Linked DNA regions of Mus musculus: regions 2 and 3 are each linked to region 1. A link is a contact called in public HiChIP or PLAC-seq data. All regions are on one chromosome and are shown on one strand. The core of a region is the stretch at or near the end of the contact, and the rest is flanking DNA. Distances in the headings are between cores, read along the strand shown. Region 1 has its middle 120 kb from the start of Gm22312. Region 2 overlaps Magi1 (membrane associated guanylate kinase, WW and PDZ domain containing 1). Region 3 overlaps Magi1 (membrane associated guanylate kinase, WW and PDZ domain containing 1).

Evidence for each region. HiChIP or PLAC-seq counts read pairs in DNA pulled down with a chosen protein or histone mark.
Region 2: a contact with region 1 is called in an H3K27ac HiChIP or PLAC-seq map of embryonic stem cells, with 3 times the contacts expected there. The contact joins two enhancer-like sites. A contact is called at or near these places in 4 of 484 Hi-C or Micro-C datasets (all in embryonic stem cells), 4 of 115 datasets of contacts at active chromatin or transcription factors (all in embryonic stem cells) and 1 of 9 other capture datasets (embryonic stem cells).
Region 3: a contact with region 1 is called in an H3K27ac HiChIP or PLAC-seq map of embryonic stem cells, with 5 read pairs. The contact joins two enhancer-like sites. A contact is called at or near these places in 1 of 484 Hi-C or Micro-C datasets (embryonic stem cells) and 2 of 115 datasets of contacts at active chromatin or transcription factors (both in embryonic stem cells).

The regions. Positions count from the first base shown.
Region 1 is chr6:93,628,129-93,632,214 of GRCm38.p6, forward strand. No RefSeq gene overlaps it. Among named protein-coding and RNA genes, the nearest start is that of Gm22312, 120 kb to the left of the region's middle. Within about 2 kb of position 1,928, at least 12 of the 459 cell types and tissues checked have an H3K27ac peak or open chromatin away from gene starts, as enhancers often do. A contact at or near this core is called in embryonic stem cells, where this site is marked.
Region 2 is chr6:93,986,131-93,990,216 of GRCm38.p6, forward strand. The region is part of intron 1 of Magi1 (membrane associated guanylate kinase, WW and PDZ domain containing 1); the gene reads right to left. Among named protein-coding and RNA genes, the nearest start is that of Gm22840, 98 kb to the left of the region's middle. Within about 2 kb of position 1,656, at least 10 of the 459 cell types and tissues checked have an H3K27ac peak or open chromatin away from gene starts, as enhancers often do. A contact at or near this core is called in embryonic stem cells, where this site is marked.
Region 3 is chr6:93,963,383-93,967,468 of GRCm38.p6, forward strand. All of the region lies in intron 1 of Magi1 (membrane associated guanylate kinase, WW and PDZ domain containing 1), which reads right to left. Among named protein-coding and RNA genes, the nearest start is that of Gm22840, 75 kb to the left of the region's middle. Within about 2 kb of position 1,804, at least 1 of the 459 cell types and tissues checked has an H3K27ac peak or open chromatin away from gene starts, as enhancers often do. A contact at or near this core is called in embryonic stem cells, where this site is marked.

The DNA of each region.
Region 1 (4,086 bases), core at 678-3,177:
AGGATTCCAGTGGATAATAAAGATGCAAACAGCCAGATATCAGAGGAGAAATCCACTGAGCTCTGCCAATCTTTTCTTCTCATCGATTCCTAGCAAAAAGGCTTTTCTCAAGAATCCAATCACATTAATGTAAGCAACTATATAAGATGAAGTGATTCATTTGAGAATTCATGAAATCAATTCTGTATTCCCCCACCTTCCTAACTGTACAAGTATAATGGACCCCACTGATGATTTTATCTTGAGCACCAACTCAAAGACATACTGGCTTCCAGGAGAACCAGGAAGAATTCTCAGGTCACAGTCAAACCCGGAGTGATGTCTACTCTGGTCCCAGCAAGATCGTAATGGCTCATTTTTAGGTATTGAGCATTAATGATTTAGCCTCTTTTTGATATGTCAAAGTTACATTATAAATGGGCTCCATCCTCTAAGTTAAATAGCAGCACTAGTTTTATTTGCCTTGGCCAAAATTCTGGGAATCATCCTGAACTTTTCTCCCCCTCACAACCCTAAACTAGGCTCTCAGCGAATATTAGTGCAGTGGTTCTCACCTTGTGGGACATGACCCCCTGGGGGCTGACCCTTTCACAAGGGTCACCTAAGGCCACTGGGAAACACAGCAGACCAGGCAGGTAGCAGTAGCTTACTAAATACTGAAGAAACAAAATGGTTAGAGGAATAATAGTGTTATCACTCAGTAATATTTAGTAAAACTTGAAAGCATAGAAGCCTCTTTGACTCTGCACAAAATAACTTGTTACCGAAGTGCTTTGCTCCCTTCACTAAGGTGAGTCTCTCATGGTGCATTGTCCAGGAGAAGGAAAGATGGACGTGCACCTGGAATCTCAGCACTGTGGAGACAGAGACAGGAGCATCCCGGAGCTGGCTTGTTGAATCAGTGAGCACCGTATTCAGTGAGAGACCCTATCTCAGAAAACACGGATGAGAGCAACTGAGGAAGACACAGGTCCTGACATCTGGCCTCTGTATGCTAACGCACATATGTTTATATGCATCCACGCACAAAGACACATGTGGGAACTTATAGAACAAGTTTGTGTCTTTGTTCATGCAAACACATCATACATTCACACAAAGGTACATTGTGCAATAAGAGTCATTAGTCACAAATGTCTATCTAGGAATAACTCTGTGTTGTTTAAGATTGAATTAAACTGCCCTCAGTGAACAGCAACTGCATCTCGAGTACTCAATCAATAGCCACATATTCTAGCCGCCACCATATTAGTCAGCAGAGATATAAGATTTATACAAATTCAGAAAAGTTCTACTAACCAGAGCCAGACTAGAAAATCTACTCTGACTACATCCCAGTGATTATTATACTTAGTATGCTAATTGGAGAAACTAACTTTTTTTTTTTTTAATTTTAGAAGACCTGGGAATATGGCTCAGTCTACAAAGTGTCTGATGCACAAGCATTCGGACCCAAGTTCATTCTCAGCACTGATGTAAAGGTTGGCCATGACAGCCTGTGATCTCGGCTGGAGGGGAGGGGGCAGAGGCTCTTTGGAGCTCTTAGTTAGCTACCTTACCCAAAGAGATGAGCTCTGTGTTCAATGGAAGAATCTGCCTCATAAGGTGGAAAGCAACTGTGAAAGACACTCAAGAGGGATCAGTGACCACAGCAGCCACATGTGCACTCACACTCACACACACACACACACACACACACACACACACACACACACACACACGTTGCACACACTCACACACAGGCATGCACACATGCATGTCTGTAGCCTCCCCCAGCCTTGAAGCAGGCTGATTCAGGCTTTGCTGCCACTGAATATGAGATCACCTGGGGTGTAGCCTTCCGATTTAGATGGCTCTATTGTTATGTCAACTACTACTGCTCTTCTCTGAGACTCTGCTACCTGCTGAGAGACCCTGAAGACATTCTGGAGACACACCCTATCCTGCACATTGCTTACAGGCTGGCTGCAGACACCAAGAATGGACTGGTGGTGGTGGTGGTGGGGTGTGAATGGGCCTTCCCCCTTATAAGGACAGTTTCTTAGTAAACTCGTGGGCCTTGATCAGAGAAAAATTTGTCTTGGCTTCATCATTCTTTTCTCACCGTCTAGTTTCTTTTTCAGCCCCGGCCTGCCTTCCAGAAATACCTGGTTCATGTAGGCCTCTGGCCGGCTTACTCCTACAACACATATCCATATATACAACACAACACACTAGATGATAAAACAGATGATAAAACAGATAGAGCTATTATTATAGAGAGAAGTCAACACTTCCACATTTGGAGCTGTCACCTTTTAGAGCAATCTAGATTTTCTATCTCTCTTCCCTTCCTCTCTCCTTCCTTCCCTCCCTCCACACCCTCTCCCTCCCCCCCCCCCCCATTATAAACCATCTTTGTATCTGTCAAAAGAAATGCAACTATGCTTTGATTGACAGCATGCTTTGAGGTGGCATAAGTCTACAACAGGTTAAAATCAAATGAGCTATAGGTAAAATATGACTGAACTTACTGCGATCTAATTTTAACTTCATTAAATAACAACAAAATCACATTTCCCAAAGCAAATACTAAAGATGCCCTTTCATTTTTAATGAAATATCATTTGTTTTGGAAATAGGCCAAGCCCTCCTCTTTTTTCAATTTTGGGATAAACCTTTGTCATCTCAAAACTGGGATAATCTTCTTATCTTTCCAAAGTCCATGGTTTTCAGCGTGGCCATCTTCTACTATTGACTATTGGTTTAATGAAAGATGTGACTATCTCTAATTTTTGTTCTATAATTAACAGGTTTTTTTTATTTCCTGTGCCTCAATTTTTTTTTGTCAGTAGTCTATTCAGCCATCTTTGAAGTTTCTGACTGTCTGATTCATCCTTTTGAGTTGCCTGTGTACTTCATCTAGACTCTGACATTGAGATGATGTGGAATTCTTGAATGAATGGATCTGTGAGTGAGTGAATGAGTTGATGAGTGAGTGAGTACCCAGGTGGAGAAGTTCCCACATGTGTCTTTGGATGGCCAGTCTTTGCCTATACGTCCTCACATAGAAAATGTTCTCAGACCAACCTGGTCTACAGAGTGAGCTCCAGGACAGCCAAGGCTATACAGAGAAACCCTGTCTCAAAAAAACAAAAACAAGAAAGGAAGAAAGAAAGAAAGAGAGAGAGAGAGAGAGAAAGAAAGAGAGAGAGAGAGAGAGAGAGAGAGAGGGAGGGAGGGAGGGAGGGAGGGAGGGAGGGAGGGAGGAAGGAAGGAAGGAAGGAAGGAAGGAAGGAAGGAAGGAAGGAAGGAAGAAAAGAAAATGCTCTCAGGGGAACAGCCATGCACAACTGATCTGAAGGGGGAAATGGGAAGAGTAGAGGGGGCTTAAGCCTCTTTAAAATGAAAGAGGAGGCAAGGAGATAAATACAGAGGAATGAGCATACAATAATAATGATGATGTCTGAAAAGTCACAAGGGATCTTGCTATTAACTATTTACCTAAAACAAAACCATATAATACATGCAAGTCTGATAGATAAATATAAATATAGATAATAGATTGTGTGTGTGTGTGTACATATATGTAGTTTAAATGAAAATGTCCCAACTGGGCTGACAATGCTCTCCCCTCCCCCAAGAGCCATAGACTATCTAACAAAACCTTAAACAGCAGGCATACAAGCCACCTTTTGAGTTTATCAGGGTTATTTAAGAGACTCCCAAAACATTATAGGCTATTGCTGTTGCTCTTGATCATCTCCAAGGGAAGGGAAGTAGCTAAGTCCATATTGCTGAAGACACCATGAACTTTGAACACAGGACCCAAAGGCTCCTGAGGTAGATCTTGCCTAAAACCCCCCTCTGAGACTGTCTTTCATGGGCCAGAAGATGACATGTAAACATCCAAAGGAGGGAAACAACCAACAGTCCCACCCAGTTGTGACATCTGTTAACCACAGCAATGACCAGACCAGCATGGCGCAATAACCCTAAGGGCATAATAATGCCATGTGTACCTTGGTATCTCTCTAATTATACATAGGTCCACTTCACAAGAAAAAAAAATCATGCCTGGTACTGGAAACCTAGTCAACTAACCAA
Region 2 (4,086 bases), core at 406-2,905, 360 kb after region 1:
GAAGGAGCTCACAAGGGCCTAGCATTTGGTTATGGTAAAGAGATGACACTACACAGAGGAGCAATGGCCGCATCACAAGAGATCTCAAAAATTACATGAAGGAGCCAACAGAGTTGCCGATAAAACTACCTACCACTAAACTCTGACTGATGGTCAGAGTTCGAGTCACAGGACCCATCAAGTGGAAGGAAAGAAATGATTTCCAAATATTATCCTCTAACTTCCACAAGTTTCGCCTGGGCACATCACGAAGGCGCGCATAAGTACACAGTTGGTTTTCTGTTTGTTTGTTTGTTTATTTGTTTAATGTAAAAAGAATTTTGAAAATTATGTTAAATAGCTCAGACCCCTCCATACACATGATAGCCAGGAGCATGTATGTTCAACACACTCTGACAAGGCTAGACACACAGGACAGTGTGAAGGACAAGCTCAGCACACTCAGCAGGGGGCGTTCAGGCAGGGTTCCAGTTCACCCTGAAGCCGACCACAGTCGGTCTGTAGGAGTGATTCCGTTGTTTCATTTCAACCTATGATGACAGGCGTTCCTAACTCCACACGGTGCCTGTGAAACTTCTTCTATAGAAACTATTCCACTTTTTCTCTAGTTTCTAGAACAGCCATTCTCAACGGAGTCTTTCTGTTCTCAGACAGCTTTTAACACTGCCTTAAACCAAAGTCATCAGCAAAAGAAAGGGGGTAGGGAGGACTTCAGTCTGTCCTTGTTTTCTCTGTATTCCCTGTTCGGCCACGACCACACCTGAGCAGGTTATGCTCAGACAACCTGTTGCACAATACAGAACCCTGGGACTCCTCAGACATACTGCTAACCTAACTGTTCTAAAGAAGAGGCTAACGTGCTTAATTTGGGCAGTTCAATATTAAAGCTGACAATTATGCTCGCTCACTGCTGCTGCAGATGCACTTAGTACTAATATATAAACGTCACCCTCTCAAGACACTGGAAAGTGCACTCCCAAATGGTTCTTGCTACTTGTCCTATCAGTGGAGGGAGCACGCTGCTGATCTCCTTTTAAGATAAGATGATAAATTAGGAGAGAGGCAAGCTGACCTGACACTCTGATCTCACCTCAAACTCTCAGCCACCCCGCCAGTCTCAATCACAGTGTGGGGACACCAAGACTCACAAAGACAGGTGAAAATAAAATTATAGTATTTGCTTACACGTGTGACTCCAGGGCAGATAACCCCAGATGTTTGGAGTTTCAAATGTAATTTGAAATAACAGATCACCTTTATAAAATGGCACACCTATGGCCTCTAGGCACCAAGGACAGTAGATATTTGGTTACAACAAGCCTAAAACTTTTTTACAGTTCAAAAACTGTAGTTAACAATTTCAAACTTCTACCAGAGCATAAACAGCGGTTGGTTGGTTTGTTTCCAATGGGGAAATAGGGCGAGAGAAAAAAGGAAAAACATTTCAAGGTTTTTTTGTTTGTTTGCTTACTTTATGGTTTAAAGCACTTAGCAGAGTACTTGAGGGGGAAAAAAAAGAGGAAATTCTTAAATGACCATGGAGACAGAACAGCAATGCAAACAAAACCACAAACCTTCTGTGAACCTAGCAAGCCTTCATTGCAAGCTTGTACAGGAGACAGATTAATGAGGTAGCTCTTTACATCGGAATTCAGCCCCACCCACTGAGCCAAGAACAAAACATAAATAACAATAAAACTGAAACAACTGTCTCACAACACAAGCCAATCAATTTTACAAGGGTTCAACCAAAGAAACAAGGCTGCAGACAGTTTTGGCGGAACTGCTCTCAGGAAGAAAAAACGACTTCTCAGGTGGAGAAGTAGGAGGGACAACTTGACAGATTTTCAAAGATAAATGTAGCAGCACTCAGTCTTCACTAGGTATGACCTCGTCCACTTCACAGTTCCCAGTTCCAAAGGAACACCTAAGCACACAGTCCGTAGCATTCTATTTAACAGTAAATTTTAAACATCCAGATATTCGCCTATATAATAACAAGCACAGAATTCTAGAATATTCATGCTGGAAAAAGTCTATGTGGTTATTAAAAAAAAAAAGAGAGACCCATGCATCCACAGTAATAAGAACAGACATAAATTAAAGGATGAAAATTATTGTAACATTTTTATAAAAGCCATAGCATGCAAAATACATGTCTATATTTAAAGTAAAAACCACAAAATGTTGTCTATCAAATTACTGATAGTGCCTAGGCCAGGCTAAGAAACTGGAGCAGGGACTTTTCAGCTCCGACTTAACAGATTCTGAAATCTTATTTCTTCTAACAAACATAAGTTTTTCCTATGAATTTGTGAGAGACTCCCTGCCTCCCTACCCCAAGAACCTTCAATGCTCCAAATCTGTGGATGCACAAGTCACTTAAGTGAAGGAGTAGCCACTACTCCAGAGAATTCACACACACACACACACACACACACACACACACACACACACACACAGAGGCAGAGAGGGAGAAGGAGGGGAGGGGGAGAGGGAGGAAAGCATTAAGTGTAATAATTTTTAAAGATACTATAACAGAACAGTTACATGTTACTTCATTTATATAGATTTGGGGTTACACTCAATGTGCAACAAATTCAAATCTGTCTTTTGGAAATCTCTGAGTTGGTTTCTTTCTTTCTTTCTTCCTTTCTTTCTTTCTTTCTTTCTTTCTTTCTTTCTTTCTAAATATTTTTGATTGGCAGCTGACTGAATTTGCAGATAAGGAACCCACAGACTATGAAGGCCAAGTACATTGCTTCTGTCATGCAAACTAACTGAAAGTACTATGGAGGATGAGGAAAGACTTGAGTTAAGGAGGCCTGGGCCAAGCCAGGGAGCTGACCTGGTCAAGTCCAGCTTGGCTGCCAAAGGAGACACTGGATTTTACAGGGACCAGGGAAGGAAACAGGGGACGTCCTGATCAGCTCAGTCAACAATTAAAAACCAAAAGAGGGATTTGTTTCCTGTGTTCTTTTCTCTAGCTAGTCCTCATTCTCAGCCAAAGTACAATCCTTTTGTTCTTTCCCCAGGAGTTAAAGAAAACAGATGGTCACACCATCCTTTGAATTTGTCAAAGAACTACATAGAACCAAGTGTTTTTCTGGAGGGACAATATTGTGCTCACAATACAGAATGACATGTCCCAGTTTGTCCCTCACTTGCAAATATAACAGACCTTCCTACTAAGGAGACTGACAAAGGGGCATGAACAGATGTATTTCATTTAATTCAACAAGTATTAATTCAATGTCTCTATGCACACAACATTTTAACAGCTGCTCAGGGTCCTTTAGGAACTGTAGACTTTGAGGGGAAGGGATGTTACACATGATAAAGAATAAGTATGTAATTAAGATTAGAGAGATGTATCTGCAGATTATTCTAGTAACAACACAGAGTTCTTTTGAACTGAGAGTAGTCTTAAGAATGGTAGTAATAATTCCTACAATGATTCCTCTTTCCCACCTTTAAATTCTAGTTTTTCTTTTGTTTGCCTGGTTATTACTGTCATTAATATTCACTATTTACCAAAAAGAATCAAGCCAAAGATATACAACAAAGTGGTACCACTGACTAAGAACAGTTTCCATGGTCACTGAGGAATTCAGTAAGGGCAGGGACACAGGTAGACATGACATAGATCCATGGCCTACTGATATCATTTTGATCTCAATGATAATAGGGGACATTTGAGAAATAATGAAGAAAAGCAGTGTTCTGGGGGCAAGGTGCTCAAGACAATGTGGAAAGTTCTCGGTCTGAGGAAGCAGAGGGTGGCAAATGTGACCCTGGCTCAGCACTCAGAAGAGTTGAGCACTCTGTGTTACTGACTGCCTCACGCTCTCCACCTGGCAGTGTCATGCAGCCTTTCAGAAAACTGCCTGGCAGTTCCTCCAACTCTGTCCCACACACGCTTCACATAAAGCCACCTCTGCCCGATCTGGATCCAAAAGGAATGCACAAGATTCAAATATGCAGACATATGTCTCCATATTAATTCTAAGTCAACTTATGCTGATTTCAGAGAGAGAGAGAGGGGGGGGGGAGGGAGGCTCATATTTCAAGTGATAGTATTTTCTG
Region 3 (4,086 bases), core at 554-3,053, 340 kb after region 1:
CCTCAATATAAAGAGACAAATATACAATGGTATGAATATAAGTTCCATAAGTTTTCTTAAGTTTCTCATGTTGAAAAACAAACATGGGCTGGAGAGATGGTTTGGAGGTTAAGAGCACCGACTGCTCTTCCAGAGGTCCTGAGTTCAATTCCCAGCAACCACATGGTGGCTCACAACCACCTATAATGGGATCCAATGTCTTCTTCTGGTGTGTCCGAAGATAGCAACAGTGTACTCACATACATAAAATAAATAAATCCTTAAAAGAGAAAAACAAACAGACAGACAAGAAAATAAGTATAGTTTGGAGTAGTGGTACACTACTAGCACTTTAATTCTAGCACTTAGAAGGCAGAGGCAAGTGGATCGATATGAGTTCAAGGACAGCCTGGTCTACATAGTGAGTTCCAAGACAGGCAGGGCTAAATAGAGACAGAAACAGATCCACAGAGAATGCACCCCAGCCAGCTTGCCTGTCTGCCTCAGCAAACTGTGGGACTAATGGGAACTATACATCCATTATTATCCCAAAAGGAAAGGAGAAAGAACACATTTAAAACTGTAATGACAGAAATAATCATGCAATTAGTCAAATTAAGCAAAACATATAAATGTAAAAATTCAAGGAGAAGAAAACAAGGAGAAAATTAATCCACATTAAATTCAATTAAATATGTGAAGAGAAATAAAGGCATTGTCGCATGGATGAAAGTTATCACTAACAGCAGACCTATTATAAATAATGAGTGAGGAGAGACTGCAGAGATGCCTTGGTAGTTAAGAGCACTTGCCCTTCAAGAAGACCCAGCGTAAGTTCCCAGCACTCACCTGGATAGCACCTGATACCTACTTCTGGCTTCCACAGGAACTCCTACACACATGAGGCATGGTTGTATGGACACACATATAAACAATGAGCAAACAGATTTACTGAACAAAAGGAAGGCTAGTACAGAAACTGTATGTACTTATGTATGCATGTATGAGTGACTTATGTGTATGTATGAATGAATGACTTATGGTTCTTCTCTCCTTAAATTTCCTAAACAGGTTTAATAATTGAAAAAATAAGGCATAACACTGTCTAATGTGATCCTAAGCACATAGAAATATTTTAGATAAATATGTTATACATGAGGATGCAAAAGGAAGGTGAAGTTTAAATAATACACTTGAGCTAATAGAATTACCATAGCAGTAGATAGATACATTCTGAGTCTATATTGCTATATCCAGAACAACTACTACAAAGATCATAAAAAGAACAACACAATAAAACTTTTGAGATACACTGAAATTGGAAACTGAAACAATACTCAGCTCTTAGGAAAGCAGATAATGAAAATTATAGAAAATAAGTGAAGAAGTAAAATATGGTATCTTTATATGCCATAACATGACAATAATTCCATTAACTGTAAATGGACTAATAAAGTATAAAAACATAATATATTAGTCTTTTCTGTCAAACACTGTAAAACTTTTATGACAAGAAATTAAAATATTTTTATCTCTTACCTTGTAAACACTTTATGCAAATGTTTCAGTCCCACCCACCACCCACTGCCCAACATAAAGCCTTGATGTATGTTGAGATTCTAAGTATCTTAAAGGATCCACTCCTATCCGCCTTGCTCTCATTTTCTTTGTAGGATTCTTTTTGGCTTGGTTTGGTTTGGTCTGGTTTGGTTTGGTTTGGTTTGGTTTGGTTTGGTTTGGTTTGGTTTTTTGATGCAGGACTAGCCAGTTGGGACAGACTGTGAGGTCGGACCTCAGACAAGGAAGACACAGTCAGCACCTGAATAAGAAAGGAAGCCAATTGTGAGGTCACCCTCTCCAAGAGTCAAATGTTGACTTTACAAGACACCTTTTGCTTTGTTTTGATATTTCTTTGTACAACAAGGAGAATGTTTCTAACAAAATTAAAAGACAGAGGCAGCAGAGTAAGCTGGGAAGCATAAATTAACTATATTCTTCTAAGATCTCACTACAGAAAACAGTAGAATAAAGAGGACAGAAATGATAACATGGAAAATGAAGTCCAGAAGAAGCAGTAAAGCTTAATTACAGCTAAAGTGGACTCCCAAGCAAGGAAAGGTAACGCAGACTGAGGCGGTGGCTAATGATCACAGGGTCAAGCCAACTGAAAAGACAGAGCAAGTGTATGCAATGAGTAAGAGGACTTCAAAACCTGACAGATGCAACTTTGAGAAGGACACAAATCTGCCGAGATAAGCACAGGCCGCACCATCCCTCTCAACTGGCAAACTTAGCACCAAAGCTCACAATCACCAATGAACATGACACAGATATATGTCCTATTAAAGCCAATATACATATCTACTACATCCTGTCCAGTAAATGTAAACTATGGGGCAAGTGAGACAGTGCAGTAGTGGAGAACACTTGCTTTTCTTGCAAAGGACTAAATGTTCAACTTCTAGCACTCATATTGGGTAGCGTAGCTCACACTGCCTGTATCCAGAACCAGGGGATCCAAAGGTTTTCTTCAAGACACCCACACGCACATAAATAAAATTCCAAATTTTTTTATCTGAAAGTATAAAGTTTATGTTCTATAATACAAAGGAGTCAAAGTAGAAATCAGTAAGAGAACGATATGAGAACAATATCTGAACACTTACACACTTAAATTTATGCTTAAAAAACCAATAAATTCTTATGAGTTAGAGAGGAATTCTCTAAAGAATTTTCAATTGAGGAAAACTGCATTATAACAAAATCTGTGCAAACAGCTAAAGTAGATTCAGATGAAATTTGATAGCTTTTATATTAGTAAAGAACTAAATTCTTAAATCAATGATCTCAACAAGAATTCACAAAAAGAAAACCCAAATACAGAAAAAGGGGAAAAAGAATAAGAACATAATAAACGAAAGTGAAAACAGAATAACAGAAAAAATGATGAAACAAAGCTGATGAAACAAAGCTGGTTCTCTGAAGAGATTAAGCAAATGGCAGCTTCTCCTGTGAGACTGACAAACTGGAATAAAAGAGTAAGACAGAATCGTCACCACAGGAATTAAATAAATGCTGCTGCTAGTGGCCATGAACGTATCAAAACAGAAGGGAATGCTTCAACAAGGGATGCAGTGATAATGTGGAGAAATGGACTGAGAACTGGAAAACGCCAAAGTTTATCTAAGAAACTTACAGTTTAAATAACTCTGGGACAATTATAGAAGCACTACTTGAGAAGTAAACGCACAAGGGGATCTACGGGCTCACATTCTGTCCCACTAAAGATGCAAACCTAACAACGACATGATGAACACCAATTCCACACAATCCTCTCCAGAAAACAGATAGAAGTGAACATTTCCCAATACTGTTTACAAAGCTAATATCTGCTACCAAAAATACCTTCAGACTGGTATCTCTCTCTCATGAGCTCAACTATGAAAATTCTCCAAAGGGAAAAAAATGCACAAACTGAATCCAGTAATATACAAAAAGAAATATGAACCATGGACTCATTGAAGTGTGTTTTTTGTTTTTGTAGATAATCAATATAGCTTCATTACAGTGATTGAAGATCAGTAAGTATAACTCACAATAGCATCTTAACTTATCAAAAAACACAGCATCCTATCAACGGATTCAGAACGATTTGATTAGGTACTAAACCAATGCATAATTAAATATAAACTTTTAAAAATTATGATTAGAGGGGATGTCTTCAAGCTGACAAAGAAAAGTCAGAAAACCCTTTGGCTGACAGGATGGTTCTTGATGGGACGTCAGGTGTTTTTCCTGTTACGATCTGTTACTCTTGTGGTACCCACATGAGGACTCACAACCATCAATAACTCCGGTCAGAGGCTTCAACTTCCAACACCAGTTTTCAGGCACATACATAATGCATACAATTAAAACAAGGTTATTTTCATAGAAAATTTCATGGATTTTTTACCAAGAATGTGAAACTGAATGCAGTGAGATGGGTCCAGGGGAGGGATACTGGGGTTAGGGTTCTCTATTCTAGGGTCATGAATCACTGAATGGAAGGAAATCCGAAAGGATGGGCTAATCCAGAGAAGCCAGGAACCCATCTGTGGTTTTAGC